2 separate regions of the Gossypium hirsutum genome follow, and region 2 is linked to region 1. Evidence: chromatin contacts called from public Hi-C data. All regions are on one chromosome and are shown on one strand. The core of a region is the stretch at or near the end of the contact, and the rest is flanking DNA. Distances in the headings are between cores, read along the strand shown. Region 1 holds the start of LOC107899037 (steroid 5-alpha-reductase DET2-like). Region 2 holds the start of LOC107899040 (protein OCTOPUS).

Region 1 (2,820 bases), core at 187-2,686:
GGAGGGTAAATCAGGGAGGTGATGCTGAATCGGTAGCTAATCTGGGCAAAAGAGGGGGAATAGAAATCGGTGGTTTTCACCGATTAGAAAGGTAATGGATTACACACGTATTACCAATACATCAAACCAAACGACGGAATACAGCCGGTAATACGCGTATTATTGGTAATACGCGTATTAGTCAAGGATTAGATTAACTTAGCGTCATGAAATTTTTTATTTTTCTTCATCAACCATATTTTGGATTTTTCAATAGTTTAAAATATTAATATTTTTATATTAAATTTAATAATTCCAATTAGGTGGGTTTGATTCACAAAATTCATTATCTAAACTCAATTCAATACCCTTCGCCCGGCCTCCTTAAAATTCATAATTTATATGATTTTTTTCTGTCTTTTATCTTTATTATTTGGTTTTGATTCATTTGCAATACTAAATTTAAAAATTTTATTCAAGGTTATCCAATATTATTATCCGTTATACAGAAGGACATATGTTCAAGTGTGCCGAAACACATTATTCTCTTATTTAAAAGTTGGGAGATATTATGAGTAATATTAGAAATAAATAAATATTTAATTTATTAATCCACTTTTATATTGCAATAATATTAATCAAGGTTAAGACTTGGAACTAAAAATATTTTAGCACCAAAGTTTTAAAAAATATATCCTTTTGGATTTTAGATATAAAATTATGAAAGCACTCAATTTATTCTTTCCCAAATACTTTCTATTTGGCTTTAATGGAAGTAATTACAACATTTTCTATTCCATTTAATTTCGTAGCAACCACTTTTTCTGTTTTTTGAAGTTATAACTTACCACTCATATGTGAGCTTACAAATATTATGGTTTATACGTTTAAATTAAATTTTATAAATAATTTATATATTTCATCTATTAATTTATTAAATTATTTAAATATAACATAAGTTAAATTGTTTTTTATTCTAATATCGTGTTTAAAATAAATATTTTAATTTTTCACAATAATTTTTTAGAGCAATGTGAAACCCCAAAATTAACAACCTACATTACTAACAAGTGGTTAGAAGAAATTATAGTGCACTTTCCGAGGCACGCGATTTGAATTTGCTTGAATCTTAAAATCGTTATTGTTGAAAGTTTTACCTGAATACTACCTTGACTCAAATGTGATTATACTAAAATGAATTTACAAATTACATTTTTCAAAAATATTTTTTTCTTGAAAAAGCATTAGAAATCAAATTACAGTTTGTCCCTTTGCTAAAAAATGAGCAAATCAGTCGTTATCTATTAAATCAAAGAGTAAATTAGTTATTTTAATTAAAAATTTATTCATTTTTACTGTTAAAACTAACGTGGATAACGAAATAACTAATTACCATATAAATATATACATATCGATTTTTAACAATAAAATTAGATGAATGAAATTTTTAACAACAAAAAAATTTAATTTACTCTTTAATCTTAGATGTTAGAGAAATCAATTTACTTAAATTTTTAAATGAAAAAGAATGATAATACTATTACCGAAAAACAGTATTAAATTGCAAAGTTAGCCTTAAGTGATAGTAATTGGTGTAGGTAGAGGGACAAATAGGTAAGGCAGCCGAAGTACCGAAAAGTTGTACTCACACTTATTAAGTAGCAGTACCTGGGATTCAGATCCTTCTTTCTCATCTTCAACATAGAAAAGAGAAGACAAGAAAATGGCCTCCGATCAGACCCTTTTTCACTGCTGCCTCCTCACACTTTACATAATCGCCTTACCAACATGGATCAGCCTTTACTTCCTCCAAGCCCCTTACGGCAAGCACAACCGCCCTGGTTGGGGTCCTACCATCTCTCCACCTTTGGCTTGGTTCCTCATGGAAAGTCCCACCCTCTGGCTCACTTTCTTTCTCTTTCCCTCCGGCCAACATTTCTACAACCCTAAATCATTCCTTCTTATCTCCCCCTTTCTCTTTCACTACTTCAACCGCACCGTCCTTTACCCTCTTCGCCTCTCCAGGAACACCACCCAAACCAGGGCTTTTCCGGTGAGTGTAGCTTTTATGGCGTTTGGGTTTAATCTTTTGAACGGTTATTTGCAAGCCAGGTGGGTGTCGCACTATAAGGACGACTATGAAAATGAGGAGCTGTTTTGGTGGAGGTTTCTTGGTGGATTGTTAATTTTTGTAGTTGGTATGTGGGTGAATGTTTGGGCTGATAAAGTGTTGGTGGGACTGAAGAAACAAGGTGATGGTGGATATAAGATCCCAAGAGGAGGGCTGTTTGAGTTGGTGAGTTGCCCCAACTATTTTGGGGAGATTATGGAGTGGTTTGGGTGGGCGTTAATGACATGGTCTTGGGTGGGTTTTGGCTTCTTTCTCTACACTTGTGCCAACCTGATGCCTAGAGCTCGTGCCACCCGGCTTTGGTATTTGGAGAAGTTTAAGGACGATTATCCCAAAGACAGAAAAGCTGTGATCCCATTCATATATTGAAGATTTGATATTTGTGTTTATCCACATATGATTGATTCGGTGATCAAGTTGTAGCTTTTTAATGGTTTGATTAATAAAAAATCGAATTTCTTTTCTGTTATATCTTGTTCTTTGTTCAAACCATAAACAAAAAAACTAAGCATTGGGCTGCAATTAAGTGCAAAATTTACAGGTACAAGAATATTGCCCATTATCATCTAATGACATGCTATCGGCGAAATAATGTCCTTGCTGGACGTGGAATGCAAATTCAGAATTTGTGCCAGTGTGTAGAGATCATGACAACGATATTGTGGACTATCTACTTAGGGACAGTTGGAGCCGGATGGCAGAACTGGATG
Region 2 (3,135 bases), core at 518-3,017, 150 kb before region 1:
TACTCCACCTCCGCGACTTCTTAGATGACTCTTTCTGTTCCCCATTCCCAATCACAGATGCATTATCTTTGAAGCCAATCTCAAAAGTGTCAGAATAATCATCCCTCAAAGAATTTGAATCCCTGGAATCCCTATCAGGCATGACAGGTTTAGGTCCATGGGTGTAATCAACAGCTGCAGGGGAAACCTTTGTACTAGAAGCCGACCTCATTTCTTCCATTTCAGCCACTATAGCTGCAGCAGTCTTCCTACTAGAACTGGACCTGTCAAGACTTTTTCTTCTCCTAGAATCTGAATAATAATCCCTTGTTTGAGCTGACCCTCCAGGAAGCGTTTCATCCTCCTCAGTAACAGAATTCATAGCCGTCGGGTCCTCCACAGGGATCTGAGTATCAGACCTCATAACATGATGAACTGGAGCATCTTCCGCAACGGAAACCATTGTGGGCATTCTTGGGAACATTCTCCCCATCAGATATCCATCGCAGGAAGCTCTTGGTTCATCAAAAGAATATCTGGGATCATCACATGACATTCTTGCTGCATCAAAAGACATCCTTGGTGCATCAAATGACATCCTCCCAGCATCAAGGGAAAACCTTGGGTCTGTATCACAAGACCTTCTCCCGAACCCATAATCCGCAATTTCTGACTGGGTTTCTCTGTATTGTCTCCCTATGGGCTTCTCCACTGGCAATCTCGCTGACCCACATCCATTTCCCCTCTTTTTAAGTTTTTGTTTTTGCCTCCATTTTTGTAATTTCTTGCTGAAGACTGAAGCAGCCGACCAGAAACTCCCAGCAATCTCTTTGAGATCTCGTCCAGAAGCGTTCTTTGTTTGCGAATCAAGATCTATATGATCCTTCATGGGCTTCAGCTCCTCTTCTTGGCACAGTTCCTTTTCGTATTCTTCCACAATTTCTTCAACTTTCTCTTCTATCAAATTAGTAGCAGGAGCAGCCACATTGGGCGGTTGTTCTTCTACGATCACTATGTCGTCATTGTGATCGGTTTCAGTCTCAGTTTGGTCTTCTTCTTTACTTTCAAAAACAGGACCTTGACCAACAGTCGAAGAAGCCAAATTTCGAGCTTCAGCTTCAGCAACTTCAGAAGACCTCCCGTTTGCAGTTGCTTCTTGATGAAAGAGTGACCAAAGGGTGTTTCGAGCCCTAACGTCACAAGATTTTCTCTGGGGCTCAAAAACACCAGAGAAACCCTCGTTTTTCGAGGCCGAAAAGGACTTTGTTCGCCGGAGCTCGGGAAAAAACCCGGATTGTGTACCACCTCCTCCGGAAGGCTTGAAAATGGCTTTAAGTGCAGCAGTGGCGGTTGAAGTACTGGCGGCGATGGGAGGTTTCCGAGAAGAAGAAGAAGCAGAAGAAGAAGAAGGCTCGAGAACAGCGAGACGTTCGTAGAGGCATGAGGGGCAAAAGCCAGTAAAATGCTCTTGAGGATGGCGGTCACAGGAGGTAGAAGGACGGTGAGGCTGAGACGGTTGTGGCGGCGGTGCTAACCCAGGAAGTGGTGGCTCCACGTTGGGATTCATAACCGGTAGTGGCATGAGAGGAGCGCTCTTCTCATATTAGTAGCTTCAGTCAGAGAAAATTAATAAAATATAAAAATAAAAAATAAAATGTAAGTGAAATTAGTTTTTGTTTAATTTGGTTTCCCCTTTCCCTCTGGGATTGGGCCTTAGCTCCAACAGACAGTGAGAAGAAAGAAAGAGAAAACAGAATGATGGTAGTAACGGGAAAAAAATAGAAAATAAAGATAAATAGTAAAAAGAAAAAGACATAAATAAATAAAAGAAAATCTAGGCGAGTGACCCATGACACATATACTTTAATTAGGGGTTTTCACTTAAATATTGTAAAATAATTAATTAAAAGGGATAAAGAAATTTTTAGTCCCTATATTTTACTATTCTTACAACTTGGTCCTTAAACTATTTTTGGTCCACATTAGTCCCAGAACTTGGTAACTTTTTTCAATTTGATCCCTAAACTTGGATTTTGTTGAGATATGACGACATGACACTCTTAGATTTAACAATGTCATCACTTAAAAATTTAAAATATATATAATTAAAAAATAAAAAAATCCAAGTAACGACGTGAAATAATCTCAAAGTGTCACGTTGACATGCCTTAAATAGTAATTTATATATGTAAATAGTAATTTATATCCGAGTATCTGAAAAGAGAAATGAAACTTTGAATACACTTCACCACCTCTTTAAAAAAAACTTCTAAATGAACCTAACCTTAAAACCTATAAATATTCCATCCAACTCGTTAGTTATTTTTAGAAAACCCAAAATATTCCTCTTATACATTTTATACTATGATACATACTTAAGATTTTCTAAATAGATGTTTTCAATCATACCATGATATGTCACTCAAAATTTTACAACAATGGAGGATTCCCTAATGGTTCATTGTCATAGTAATATGGGAGTAAATCCATTTGATAGTAGAATCATTCGTCACTTAAGAGCCATTGATTTCAATCATGATAGCCTTGGGAAAGCTATGTCCATTTCGACATTCATCTCCCTCTGATTGACTAATAAAGACCAGAGACTCATACATTTTATCTCCTATACAAGAAGTAACAATAACACTAGAAGATGTGACATTACTAACCATAAGTCTGATTTCTTTAGACTTCGAGTTAAGGTCAAATGGTAAAATAGATGATTTAAGCATCTCCCAATGAATCCAACACTTGAAGATATTGAACATCATGCTAGAACTTACATTCTTCACTTGATTAAAGGTGTGATGATGTCAGAATAATCTGACAACTTAGTTCATACCATGTATCTCCTATTATTATATAATTTTAAAATGGCGAATACGTACAATTGAGGGTCTGTTTTTTTGACATGCCTATTATAAGGCATCATGTAAAGCATGTAAAATAGGGAACAATGAAGAAAATGACTCATTTATGATTTTATAATCATGTTAGATGTCGAATATCATGGATTGCGCTTCTATGCCTTTCAAAATCTTAGTTTCTCTCTTGTTAAAACATAAAATTCGCGACATATGTTATAAATTAATTATATTCTAAATGATTAAGTACTATCATTTCATATTTTAGTAGGTGTCCTGACTATCGTGACCA

Evidence for each region. A called contact is a pair of places that touch in the nucleus more often than the background predicts.
Region 2: a contact with region 1 is called in a Hi-C map of leaf, with 3 times the contacts expected there. The contact joins the promoter of LOC107899040 here to the promoter of LOC107899037 in region 1. A contact is called at or near these places in 6 of 34 Hi-C or Micro-C datasets (callus, hypocotyl and leaf).

What each region holds. Positions count from the first base shown.
Region 1 is chrD04:46,980,595-46,983,414 of Gossypium_hirsutum_v2.1, reverse strand. LOC107899037 (steroid 5-alpha-reductase DET2-like) reads left to right here and starts at 1,436. Exons shown (of 1, transcript XM_016824633.2): 1 at 1,436-2,579. The coding sequence starts at 1,703. The coding sequence ends at 2,479.
Region 2 is chrD04:47,126,655-47,129,789 of Gossypium_hirsutum_v2.1, reverse strand. It overlaps LOC107899040 (protein OCTOPUS), which reads right to left and starts at 1,767. Exons shown (of 1, transcript XM_016824638.2): 1 at 1-1,767. The coding sequence starts at 1,561.